2 separate regions of the Acanthopagrus latus genome follow, and region 2 is linked to region 1. The links are chromatin contacts, called in public Hi-C maps. All regions are on one chromosome and are shown on one strand. Each heading gives the region's core, a stretch centred on a gene start, on an enhancer-like site or on the middle of the called end of the contact. The rest is flanking DNA. Distances are from core to core; before and after follow the strand shown.

Evidence for each region. A called contact is a pair of places that touch in the nucleus more often than the background predicts.
Region 2: a Hi-C map of muscle shows a contact between it and region 1, with 2.2 times the contacts expected there. The contact joins the promoter of LOC119011446 here to the promoter of scp2a in region 1. A contact is called at or near these places in 2 of 4 Hi-C or Micro-C datasets (liver and muscle).

What each region holds. Positions count from the first base shown.
Region 1 is chr21:7,586,635-7,593,548 of fAcaLat1.1, reverse strand. It overlaps scp2a (non-specific lipid-transfer protein), which reads right to left and starts at 3,557. Exons shown (of 16, transcript XM_037084898.1): 1 at 3,275-3,557; 2 at 1,213-1,270; 3 at 1,018-1,089; 4 at 710-841; 5 at 98-162. The coding sequence starts at 3,403. It overlaps czib (CXXC motif containing zinc binding protein), which reads right to left. Exons shown (of 8, transcript XM_037084906.1): 6 at 6,698-6,775; 7 at 4,642-4,707; 8 at 4,145-4,436. The coding sequence ends at 4,359.
Region 2 is chr21:7,813,073-7,819,986 of fAcaLat1.1, reverse strand. It overlaps LOC119011446 (phosphoglucomutase-1-like), which reads right to left and starts at 3,391. Exons shown (of 11, transcript XM_037084579.1): 1 at 3,049-3,391; 2 at 1,540-1,702; 3 at 910-1,056; 4 at 552-677. The coding sequence starts at 3,306. It overlaps LOC119011262 (angiopoietin-related protein 3-like), which reads right to left. Exons shown (of 7, transcript XM_037084232.1): 5 at 6,301-6,396; 6 at 5,805-6,077; 7 at 3,915-5,704. The coding sequence ends at 5,487.

The sequences.
Region 1 (6,914 bases), core at 2,308-4,807:
CTGGCAAAACCTGTGTAATGGATGGCAACATGTTATTCATGTCATTTTGTGAGTCTTCTCTCCATCCAGTACAATAACATACTGTATTGATTCATACCTTGGCGCTCAAAGAGCCCCTCTCCATCTTCTCAAACCCGAGAGCGAGCACACAGTCAGCAAGACCTGTGAAAGGTGAACAAAAGTAGATTTTACAGTTGTATTAAAAATGTATTGCAATGTATATAAAATACTCTCCTTTTAATAATGACTTTTTTTTTATATCCTTTTACATACAAAATGATATCTTGTTAAAATCCTCAAAGTGACATCTACTCATTCTACTCATCTAATATTACATTATCTATGAATATCCAAATGTTCCACATCCACAATGCGCTTCCACAGTCTATCTGCTTGACATAAGACGTCATCTACTTCCCTGTGAAGTCCATTCTCAGTGTCTGTGCACTAAATGCTTCAGGTTTTTACATTTAAGTTTAATAATGGACAAGGATTGGCTTCAAAACTATTTGTGATGTCGTAAATCATTCCCACAGGCCCAGGATATGAAAAGAGTCTAACTCTGCACATCATTCATTCAACTGCAAGACCAAGAAGAAACACATATTTCTGATTTGAGGGAAACTGTAAATAAAAAATAATAGATTATTCAATTTCCTGAATTACCTGATGGTGGTTTATCACTTTCAAGGCGTATGGCTTTACTTACCTCCCCTAACCATCTGGCGTGCCATAAAGAGAGCCGTGGAGCCAGTGGAGCAGTTGTTGTTGACGTTGATGATGGGGATCCCGGTCAGGCCCAAGCTATGGTAAATGGCCCGCTGCCCACATGTGGAGTCCCCTGAAGGAATAATGGATGGGAATGGTTACGGTTATTTCCTATTCAAATTACTATTCTAACATGAGAGATGAATTGAGACAAGAAAATGAGAGGATACACTGTATGGACACAAAGATATCAACATTGGTGTTATTCAGTATTTCAGTGACCATGCGTCTAACATTACATGGTCTCACCATAAACGTATCCTACGCAGGCTTGTTCAATAGAAGAATATGGGATTCCTGCATCTGCAAGAGCCTTTTCACCTAGAACAGAATGTAGACAAAACCAATTTAAAAAATGTTACACAACAAGATCCATCTCATGATTTCAAGATACGGTATCTTCTGAGAGACTGGACAATGTCCATGGTGTGTGAAGATAACCACCTGCTTCCTTGGCCATATCAGGGTAATCATAGTCACCTCTGGCTCCAGGCTTATCAAACTGTAGCAACACACAGAAAGAAAGAAAAAAAAGACTGTTAAGAGTCACTCTACATGAGCATTCACAACTGGTTTTCCAGCTCTCAGTTAGTGGATAACATCCTGCCCTAACTTTTGTACTTGATTTCCAAATAGAGATAAACATTTATCAGATTGGCAGAAAAATATTCATTAATGTTTTTCACAGGCGTTTAACCATCAACTAATTTTTAAGCAAAAGTATTAAAAATATGCCCTTCCTGCCTCTTACGATGAGAAGATTTGTTGTCATTCATCACTGTAAAAATTGTGAATAACTTTTTTTTGGACAGTAAGTCAGACAGAAGGATGCATCTGAACATGTCACTTGGCATCATTGGAGGTGTGATGCATGTTTTCAAAATGTTCTGGCATTCATGTGTTCAAAAAAAACACCCCAGTCGCCAGGATAAAATGTTGGCAATCAACATCTATGTAAACCATTTACATTATTTGTACACCTCCAAGGCTGCATGTCACATCAACATTTCTACGGCATGTGTTGCATTACGTTCACGTTACATGAAATGCAATCGGGACATCTCCCAACATGTTTATGCGAGCAAAACAGGTACAGTTTATTGAAAGAAAAGATCGTCTTTAACGCTCACCTAGTGGTTTTTGTGCCTAAACCTTACTAGATCATGAGAACAGCGTTGTCACACGCATAAAATAAAAATAAAACCTGATGAAACAGAGTTGCAACACAAAGAAACTTCATGTTTCAACACATCCGTAGTTTACAGAAATGTACATTGCCAAAATTTCTGGTAAATGGAAAGGCAGAAAATATTGCATCTTTAATTTTCTTGATATTATAATACTTATTTGTAACTGTGCAAAACACACAAATTATTTAATTAATTTTCAGTTTGTACAGAAATGCATTCTAAATTGTAATTAATATTTATTTTAGGGAAATTAGAAAATATGTGTTTAGCAAGTTTGCCAAATAAGTTGTAATTCAAGAATATTGAGAATCAAATACATACATTAAAGGGCCTGTTAACAAAGAAAGGATGAGGACAAGCCATAAAAGGCAGAATCAGTGGCGTTTCTGGGGTGGGCAGCACACCTAAATTACTGGAAGTGACAGCCGTAATAAATACATAGATGGTATAAGAAGACAGTGTGACATCAGGCTTAACTGTGAGATCAATAGCAATTTCATAATGAGATCATTATTTCACTTGAAGCACTGGTGTAAAAACAGTCCCATTAATACCAAATAAAATACAGTCGCATAGAGGGAACAAACTCTAGTGGTAATATTGGAGTGGATTTGGTCAACATTCAAGGGGTCTTCAAGCTTGTGAAAATACAACACTTCAAACTAAGAAAACAGCTCTGGAAATACACCTCATAATGTTAGCAGTCTGCTCCTGTCTTATCAAGGATTGCAGCACTGTTAACCATGAACTATGGACTCATAACATATGCAGAGGGGGGCATGAGATACAAATCGAAGTCCAACCAACATTCAACCCAGAGCCAAATTTAAAGGTGCACTATGTGGTTTAGAAGAAGAAATCATGATCAAACGAGAGAGAGCTTCATTTCCTTTTCTTTATTTTCCTCAACAAACTAAATAAAGAAACTGTCTTTGTTTTCATGACTGAGTAAAACGAATAAACAAACTGTTTAACCGCATTATGTTGTACTTAATAACTTTCTACTGAAGTTCTCCCAAAACAACATGGTGTCCCTTTGACACTAAACACAGGGCTAACTTGGCTAGCTGGTGGTTACAGCACACTGTGTCAGCTGCTAACACAATATGAGCAAAATGGGCAGCTGTCAGCTCAATAAACTGTCCGCTAGCAGTGGTATTAATTGGTAAAAGCTGACATTCTTCAGGGGGGACGTGTCCCATGCACTAAAATCTGTTGTCAAAGTTAGCCAACTGTGCTAAGTTAGCCTAAAGTCACGTATTAGGTCGTTCTCGTCGTCTATGGACTATGACAATACAAATGCATGATAACAATACCTTTGTCATGCCCACACCGATGACAAACACCCTGTTGTTCCTTCCAGGTGCCATGGTACTGTAGCTTGTCTTCAGCAGTGGACGGAGGAGAGCAGGCAGGTGTGAGGACAGCGGCGGCCGCGGCAGCATCAGCAGACTGGGTCCGGCTAACTCAATGTAACGTGAAGATCGTGTGTATCCGAGCTGATGCCTCACTCCGAGGAGAAACACGGCACCACTGTCAGTGATTCTGTGAGCGTGCTGGAGAGAATTCCCCTTGAGACAAGCATTGTTCTTCTTGAAATCTTCATGGTTTCATTGTCACCAGTTTTTTTTTCTTTTTCTTTTTCTTTTTTCCACTTCTGATTGTGAATGCCAGACTGGCTGAGGACACTTCTCTCTCAAAAATTGTCTCCACTGGTGACCCGTGTTACTTTGTCTTTTCATTGGAACTTGAACACATCATTTTCACATAAATAGACCTTTTCTGGTTTGCTGTTTCCTGGGCTGCACTGTGCCTTGTGTTCCTTTTCCTTTTTAATTTGTCACATCACCTAAGAAAGAAGGAAAGTTCTCTGTCTGAAACAATCATTACTCCACAATCATTACTCCTTGATAGCAGTTTTTCTGAACATGGTATGTTGAAATGCTGACAGAGTGAGAGCGCTTTCACGTCCTCTCCTTGGTCACTCACCTGAAGCTGTAACCAATCAGCTAATGTTGCTCTTAATTATATATTGGCTGAATGGTACATCTGTACAGGTACATGTCCAGCTTGATTGAGTTTTTTTCATATGATCGCTCACTAATGTATTTTACCATGCCTGTATGCCTACTGACTATTGAAAGAGGACAGATAAATGTGCAAAGAAAAAGCTCAACTCAGAATGCTCACCTTTCAATTTTATTGAGGCAGTGAAAAAGAAAAAACCTTGATCATGTTGACCCACAACATGTATGTAGAACCTGTCCTGTTTATCTGTTAATGTTCATCCTCCACCAGACCATGCTACTTCAGCATCTGGAGCGCCCTTTGATGCCAGGAAAGAGGCCTGATTGGCCGCAGTGTTCATTTGCCCCTCTCTGAGACTAATCACGAGTGACATCAGCACTTTTTGAACTGGTGTGTGACCTCGTATATTCCCACCGACTCCTTGACTTTCTCGTCGTAGTCTGTCCAGTCCTGAAATGTACAAAACGAGGGTCTGTCAAGTCGCATGGATGAAAGTCATTTTCAGAAAACACAAGAAGCGTGAATGAATACAAGACCAAATGAATGACACCCAACAGTGCAGTTTCAAAAATTGACCTTGTTTCAAGTCAAATTTTTGCCAAAAAAGTGTGGACACTGTTGTGTGTAAGGGACAGGCTGTCCCCACTGTGTTTACTTTTTCTTGTAGGTTGATGTCATCAAACGATGTTCCAGACTCTGCTCCCTGTGCAGCGAAGCCAGCCTGGGTTCAAAAAAATAACAACAAGAAAAACAGGAAATTGAGAAGTCACACGATATTATAACAATGATATCATCACAGTATGCCTGCCTCAAGAGTAATATACTTCATTATTACTTTATTATCAAGTACCGGTATGTTGACTTAGTAGGGAGTACAGGTGCATCTAATAACTTTAACTGTTTTCATTCAATTTAGGTGTGTCAGTGAGCTGTTCAAGTGTGGTTGCGCAATCATGATTGATCCCAAATGCATTGACTTTTCAGATTGCTGTATTTAATGTCCTCGCACTTCTGTTTTTAAACTTGACATAACCTCGTGGCCTGGCAGATCCGCGCTGCTATTTGGAAGCTTTTGATTCAGGATCCTGGTGCCCACTGACGCACGGTCTTGGACGTTTGAATGGAATAGAGCCATTGTTGACACAATTGCCAATAGAGCCTCCCCCGGCTGCCCCCCACCTCTTCTATACCCCCTGTTTGCTGCCCCACTCTCACCTCTACATTCAGCTTGCAGACACCCCCCCCCCCCCCGCCATTCAACCACCTTCCCCACCTGACACTCAGCCCCTCTGCTCCAATCTGACCCTCTCCACTGTCCAGGTGAGAAACGAGCGATGAAGGCGAAGAAGGCTACGGGTCCAGACGAACGTGACCCTAAAGCTGAGAAAAGTACCAATGCTGTGGAAAACCTCCAGCATGGTACCAGTGCCGAAGACTTCTCACTCAAAGGACTTCAACAGCTACAGACCAGTTACTCTCACTTCACACCTGATGAAGACCCTGGAGCATTTGGTCCTTGTCCATCTCCGCCCTCTGGTAGGTCCTTTTATGGACCCATTCCAGTTTGCCTAACAACCTGGCACCAGAGTGGACGATGCCATCATCTTTCTCCTGGACAGAATGTTCTTTGATTTCTCCAGTGCTTTCAAGACCATTTAGCCTGCACTACTAGGGGACAAGCTGGAGCTTTCCTGTTCACCCTGTACACTGCAGGCTTCTGCCATCGGTCACTCCACTGCAATCTACAAAAGATCTCTGTTGAATCTGCTTTCGATGGCTTCATCAGGGACAGGGACAACAGAGCCTACAGAGAACTTTTCAAGGATTTTGTGGACTAGTGCCAGCAGAACCACCTCCAGCTCAACCCCCGGGAAGACCAAACAACTGATGGTGAATTTCCACAGGCACAGACAACCCTGCACACAGCTGAACATCCAGGGAATGGACATTGAGATGGTGACATCTTACAAGAATCTGGATGTTCACCTGAACAATAAACTGGACTGGACTGATCACATTGCAGCTACATACAAGAAAGGTCAGAGCCGACGCTATTTGATGAGGAAGCTCAGGTCCTTCAGAGTGCAAGTGGCACTCCTGACCTCTTTCTATGACTTTGTGGTAGCATCAGCCACTTTCTATGGGGTAGTCTGCTGGAGCAGCAGCATCTCTGCAGCAGGTAAGAAGACATTTGATGCACTTAGCAAGAAGGCCAGCTCAGTCCTGGGATGCCCTCTTACCCAGTGCAGGCAGTGTGAGAGAGCAGGCTGGTGGATAAGCTGTCATCACTGCTGGTGTAGTGGTTCCACCCCCTGCAGGTCACCATCACTGCACTGGGCAGCTCCTTCAGTGATAGACTAATACACCCCAAGTGTGTTAGGAGAGGTATAACAGGTCCTTCCTTCCAGTTGCTGCTCCCACTAGACCTCACGGTGCACTGTACATACTATGTTTATACAAGTATATTTGTAATTCTTACCTTTTTATTATATTGTTTATTTTTACTATTAATAATGTTTATCGTTAAATTGAACTTTTCCTTTGGTCGCCGTGTCACAGAGTTTGTGGGACAGACACAGGAATTCTGAATTCCGAGTCTGTTAATGTTATTAGAAACACCTGTGTCCTTCCTACAAATCAAAATGTCTGCTGTGAGAAAGGCCCATGCTACATGCACTGCAAAACTAATGTCTGTTCTCAATGATTCTCACTTGTGGTTGGAAGTCAACGGGCTCCAGACCTCGACACTCAAACTGCACCATTGTCTTGAAGCGTTCGTTGTCCTCGGCCTTAAGCCCCACAAACAAACACCCCGATTAGAGAGAGGGAAAACACACTGTTAATAGATAGAAATTGCCGATACTAGTGTAATACATTAATTAGATATTGGATTGATGTCACAGATTCATGTGTTGTTGTAGTTTGTTG
Region 2 (6,914 bases), core at 2,142-4,641, 230 kb before region 1:
ATACACACACAGTGCAATTCTTATGTACCTTACTCAATAATCCCATTTTTACCTGACTTTATACTTTTTAGTCCTCTACATTTGAAGTGAAATATTTGACTTTTTTACTGTACCACATTTGTATCTGTGTCACAGTCATATTACTCATATTATGAAACATTTGTTATGAACGACATTACAGCTACAATTAGCCCCAGTCTTGACCATCTTATGATGATATCAACATACAGTATGATAATTTCAGTGATTACAATCCAATAAAATGTTTTATAATAACACTCACAGTCATTTCTCCATGGAGGACTGAACCTGCTTTTTAAACGAATATCTTTACTAATACTTTTTCTCATATTTTTGTAATTTTACTGAAGATATATTTTAAAACAGTACTTTTACCTGAAACAGTATTTTTACGGTGTTACTTAGAACCTGACTCTGCTTAAGCCAACAACATTTGGAAAGCAAAATGTGTGTTTTTTGACATTCATTCTGCCATGGGTAACAGTGAATACACTGATGTGATTACACACTCTTGGTTAATGTAGTCTCACCTCCATGCATGCCGTCCAGTCTTATCTTGATGTGGTTTTCACCAGACAGAAACTCCTTCAGAGCGGCAAAGTCAAAGATGTTCCGCAACAAGTTGGCGTAGGATTCCACAGAGTCCACAATTTCCACTGGGCACATCCAAAAAAAAAAAAAATATATATATTTTTTTTAAAATTTTGTGATGTTAATTCTATGAATTTACATGCCAGCACAAACATTAAGAGTAAAGCTGAAAAAAGCTGGCAGGATAATTCACCGTGTCTGTCCTACCATCCATCCACATATCCGTTTTTCTCTCTCATTGTCTCTATCTTCTCCTAATTTGAACGTGATGGGTGACAGACTCAGGCTGCAGCTCACCTGTGAAAGGTTTGAACTTGTTCTCCAGATCAAACGTCTGTTTGCCCAGGGTCGTCAGATCCACGCGCAGTCCGGGGCAGATGGCAAACTCCTCTATGGTCCTGCTGATCTGAAAGATCTTGTTTGTGACAGCCTCCTTGGCTGGGCCTAGATAGATAGATAGATAGATAGATAGATAGATAGATAGATAGATAGATAGATAGATAGATAGATAGATAGATAGATAGATAGATAGATAGATAGATAGATAGATAGATAGATAGATAGATAGATAGATAGATAGATAGATAGATAGATAGATTCAAAAGAGATTCAAGACCTAAATACAGGGCCTGGATACAGTAAAAAGCCTCTGATATTACAGGTGATATTTGCATGTAGTTATGTACTATATGACAAGTATAATTAGATAATATGCAGGGCTGTTTGGGATATTTATTGGTAATACCATGCAGAGTTTTTTGATGTGCTTGAACTTTGTCCCAGATTTTATGCTGGGGCATAGTCTCTAGTTTTACCTCAGTCTTTGCCAGTGTCCAGCCTTGTTAAATGTCTATTTGACTTCTCTCGTAACACTATTTCTTACTTGGCTGAAGCCCCTGCGTGCTTCCTGCTCTCCGGTTACCGTACCTCCATTTGCAGTGTTGAACTTAATGCCAAAGTCTCCGTCAGGCCCTCCGGGGTTGTGGCTGGCAGTGAGGATGATGCCACCGATGGCTTTGTATTTCCTGATTACGCAGGAGATGGCCGGCGTTGACATTATCCCATGGTGTCCAATGATCAGACGACCCACCTGAGGAAAATGTCACACAGGTGTGTGTTTGTGTGAGTTGGCCGGCACAAGCAGGTATCTTAATTTATCTGAGTGGGGGGAGGCGAGGGGATGCCACTGAATATCAGGTTTGGTATGTCATGCTTCTTCCTAAAAGTAACTGGGACTAGAAGTAGAGCGACTAGAGACTAGTGTCATTTAATGAACAAAGGTTATGGTACATGAGCAGCAGGGTTTAATGTGTATAAGTGAGCTTTGGACAGCATAAGAGGCATGCTATTGAAAATGGATGTTACGATGGCAAAAATACAGATTAAACTGGTGTATATTGCAAAAAGATAAAGATTCACTCAAAAATAATTTTAAAAAAAAAGGGGTTGCGACCCTTATTTTGGATTGTAAGGAAGAAGAAGGAAGAATCGTTATTGAATCTTTATATCATACAATGCACAACGTAGTGAAAATGTACTCTGCATTTAATTTCAAGGCACAGTATGCAGCGTGTATGCACCGGGGACCAATTCCAGATCTTAGCCAGTGCCTTTGTTCAAGGGCACTGATTGGAGAATTAACCTAATATTTTGATGGTAGTGGAATCCAGAATACCTGGAGGAAACCCCCACAAGCACGGGGAGAACATGCAAACTCCATACAGACCGGCCCTGTGCTGGCATTAAGTTGACATTTAAATTTAAACGGGACATTCCATTGTTAAGGACATTATAAAACAGCTCCAAATATCTCTTTGAGTTTTACTGTCCATCAAATTATCAGTTTTAAATGAATTTTGGAGGTTATGTTTTCACCTGTGTCTGTTGGTTCGTTGGTTTGTAAGCAGGATTACATAAAAACTTGAGCACGGATTTCTGCAAAATTTGGTTGGAGGATGGGTCTCTGCCCAGAATAGACCCCCTATACTTTTGGCGCTGATCCAGGAATTCTTTTGCACAAAAATACAGTAGCTATTAGCAATAAACAACAATGTATTTTCTGTCATTAATTTTGATTATTTTTTTTTAAAAAAGTAATGTCATTTAAAGACCTGCCAATAAATTAGAAAAGCTCTAATCTTCTTTTTGGACTTCATTTACATTCAAATTATAGATTTCAACTTTAACTTGTTTTATTTGCATAATTTGAGGTAAATTTCATATATTTCTCACCTCATAATACAAGCATATGTCAAGAGTTAAAATCAAATATTAATCACACATTAGGCTGCTACAACCAATGAAATCAAAAGGACAATATCAGGTGAGGGGCCAGGTGACACTGACATACATGCTCTCACACCCCCCACAAACATAATACACAAACTTACCAGCATGCGCACACAAACAAACACACACATACACGGTGTCACTGACCCCGTTGGCAGCTGCCATCTGTACAATGACCTTGATGGCTGTTGTGTTGAAGAAGCGACCGTCTCCCCCCACCACCACTGTTGATCCCTGGCGGTCGCGAAGGTCAATAGAGGAGAAGATACTCTGGATGAAGTTGTGTAAGTAGTTCCTCCTGGACTGGAACACATACACCTTTTTCCTCAGGCCGCTGGTGCCGGGTCTCTGGTCTGGGTACGGGGCTGTGGGGACAGTCAGCACCTGCAGAGGACTGTTGTCCATTGTTTCAAAATGAGAATCTAACAAAATCTAACGGTGCAGAGAGCCTTGGAACCTGTTGTTTAGAGGGAAATCCCCTGTCAGTTGACATGGGGAATGGTACGCAGGGGCAGAATGGGAGGGTGAGAGTCTTGACTCCTCCTATTATTCGACTGGAGGCACAGGGTTACAGTGGTACTTCTGAGGCCCAAAATAACCTTTCAGACTAATGTGTGTGCAGAGGCATGGGGAGTAACTGAAGACGCTCCTTCACACATGTGCAGGGAGATCACTGTCAAGGCTGCAGGCCAAGCCACAAAGAAGAGTGTGTGTTTGGGTGTGTCAGAGTGGAAGTACTGAAGTGTCATGGGAGCAATTTGCCCATGTGTGAACGGCTGCAGCTGTGCTCCGAGTGATGATTTGCAAAAAGGAGGATGACATCCCTCATCGGAGATGGGCCTGGTGCTATTTCAGGAGGAAATATTAACCATTTCTTCAAGCAGAGTGCGTGAACAGAGAGTGAGAGGACCAATTAGAGGGTCTTAGTGAATATAGACATGGTTTAAGGAAAGTATCCGCTTACAAAACAAACACAATATGTCAAATGGAATCACTCATGCGGCACAATCAAATCAGAGTGAAACAACACTGCCCTCTAGAGTTTATTAATGGCTCCTAACATCATAACCTCTCAGTGCAACATCCAGAACATTTCGCTACGTGGTAATAGCATGAACATATATCAGTCATTCGTTTACTTTGGCGTGAAAAAAAGTTGGTGCATTCAGTTCAAGGATGACATTTACACTGGGCCAAATCACTGTTGAACATCAGGACTGCAAGCAAACTACAGCCCCTACAGAAATGGGACATGATGGAAGTTTGTCTACTGGGTTTTATCACGGATCTCCACACCTTAATTAATATATTAGCATTATATGAAGACACAGTTATATTTCAATTTATTTAGATTAATAATAATAATAATAATAATAATAATAATAATAATAATAATAATAATAATAATAAAAACAGCAAATGTATCAAAACTTAGGTATGTAAAGTAAAGATGAATGTGATCTATAGTGGTGGTTCCTAACCTTTACTGCTTTTGACTTGGGTTGTTCTGATAGTGATACCAGTATCAGCAGTGCCTCCAATACACCCTAAAAAGCTGGATTGGGTATTGTATACATGTTTTTACACCTCTACATTTATCCAGAAACAGCAAGTAACTTGTCTAACTCAAGCACATGTTGACAAACTTACATTTGTTGATATCTCTTGACCCCCTCAAGAAGTCCCTCCTATCATGTTGGGAACCACTGTTATATAGTGAGAGTCAATGTGACCCAATATGAAAACTGCTCATATGTCAACCCAGTCGCCAGAATTAAATGTCTGCAGTTAATGTTTCTGCAAACCTGATCTGATATGTTCACATTTCTAGGTTGCATACGATAGAGACTATCCACAATACGTGACATCTTACATTATATGTTATGTTATATTTCATGTTTATGACTTTTATCTCTGGAGATGGAGGAAATGGTGGTACAGTTAAGCTACGTGACAAGGCCGCAAGACCTAGTACAATTTGAAGTCGTGTTTGTGGTGACCAAGACAAGACAGGTGCAGTAAGATAAAATATGATCTTTTCCTAACCCTAACCAAGTGTTGTTTTTTTTCCCTGAAACCTTACCAGTCCATATGCACAGCACTGTCACAACAAAAAGACTGAGATACTACTTAACTTAAAGAAACTTAAAAATGCAACGTATAGAAATGGCCATTTTCAACATATCCATGGGTTGCAAACTATACACTGCTAACATTTACTCTGGAGACTGGGTTGCGTTGGTGCCTGTATGTTTAATGTTCTTCTCCATAACCTTTGACCTTTGAGGGGCAATGAGTGAAGGCCTAGTTCATGCAGTGTGCCCATTGCGATTTGGTCTAATTCAGATTCACAATACATTTTAAAATGTTCTATTACTCTATTAGAGGCTATCCTGACACGAGCAGCAAAACAGCCTTTCGGCTTTCTCTGTTTGGGACACAGCAGCACTTGGCATCGGAAGAAATCTCCTCCTCTCTGCCCGAGCCTTCTTGAACCACGGCCTCCCACATGAAGCAGTGCCAAGTCTCTCCTGAAGAGGCCACTGTGTATTGCACTATTTTCACTGGAGAACGCTGATCAAGGGTCACTGAAAGACACCTGTCTCAGTGGAGGATGAAGAGGACGTGGTGATGCGGGAAGCGGCAGGTTGGACGGAGATCTGGGTGAACTTGAGGAAGTGAAAAGCCTTGTGGCCGAGCCCCCACTGAATCCCTCTCCTACGCTCTGAGCGCCCCTTTGCTCTCATGAGGAAATATCTCCCATTCAGGTTGGCATCTCCACAGGCGTTGAACCACCATCCACCTGCAAGATGACATAAATTACATGTTTGTGCTGCTGGCGCTGGATGACAAGTATTCATTACATGGGATAAACATGTCACCCTCATGCACATCTGCCTCACCTGTGTAGTTGTGGGCACAGTTGGAGCCCGGGTGTTTGTCATTGTCCCTGTCCTTGGTGGAGAACATCATGCCTGTGTGGTTGCCCATGGGGTCCGGCAAATCTCCAGACAGGTGCGTGAGGTGAATGGTGTAGTTTCTCTCCGGACCATTAAGGTGGAATTTGTATTCGATGAAGCGCCGGCCCTGTTTCCAGTCTTCCAGCTGGATGTGAAGGATGGAGTTGCCCTGAGCGGCAAGAGAGCGGATCTTCCCGAGACCCAGCCAAAACTCCCCTGTGAGCGAGACATGGCTGAGAGGTGAGAGAGCTGACACCACTCAACAAGTGCCTTCGAGATCTGTGACGCGCACAAACTCAAAAGCACAGCTTTGAGGAAGTTATAAAACTGTGGATGTTATGATCATGATATATGCCAAATAATTCAGAATCTGACGGTTAATAATTAAATTTTGTGACCTCCGAAGGGTAATGGTGCTGAAAAGAATAGTTTCTCTCACCTTGAAAATCTCCAAACCCATTTTCATACTTCTCCCAGGTTTGATCAAAGTTTACTGAACCATCTTTCCTTCGCTGGATGACTGTTGCTCCTTGGCCTAAATGGAACAAATTGAAAACCTAATTTAAAGTCACAGTATCAAAAGTTTCAGTGTGTAGATGATTCATGCGTACCAAAAGTTTGGAAACTGGATCAGTAGATCGCTTCAGCTAGCAGTTGCGACACAGCTAACTCAGCAGCTGCAGTATAATCCTTTGGGGCAACTTGAACCATCAAAGTTATGTCCACTCCAAGTCTTCAGTCACTGACTTATTATTCAAAGTCTCTGACAACATTAACCTACATAAAAGATTCCTAAGCGGAATTCATTCATTTTTATGACGTAAAAAGATCCCTTATGCAACCAGAAGCAAGTCTCTCCTAAGGAGAAGGCGCACTCTGGAATCTTGTGAGAGGTGAGGTGTTTCATTAAGACGACAGCGGAAACATGAGTCAGAGTTGGAGAGGAGTCTGGAGTTTACGTGAGGAAATCTAAAGCTGTCGGGGGCTTGAAAATGAGCTGATTTACACAATCTAGAGGCACCAACTGTAACAACTCACCTTCATTTCACACTT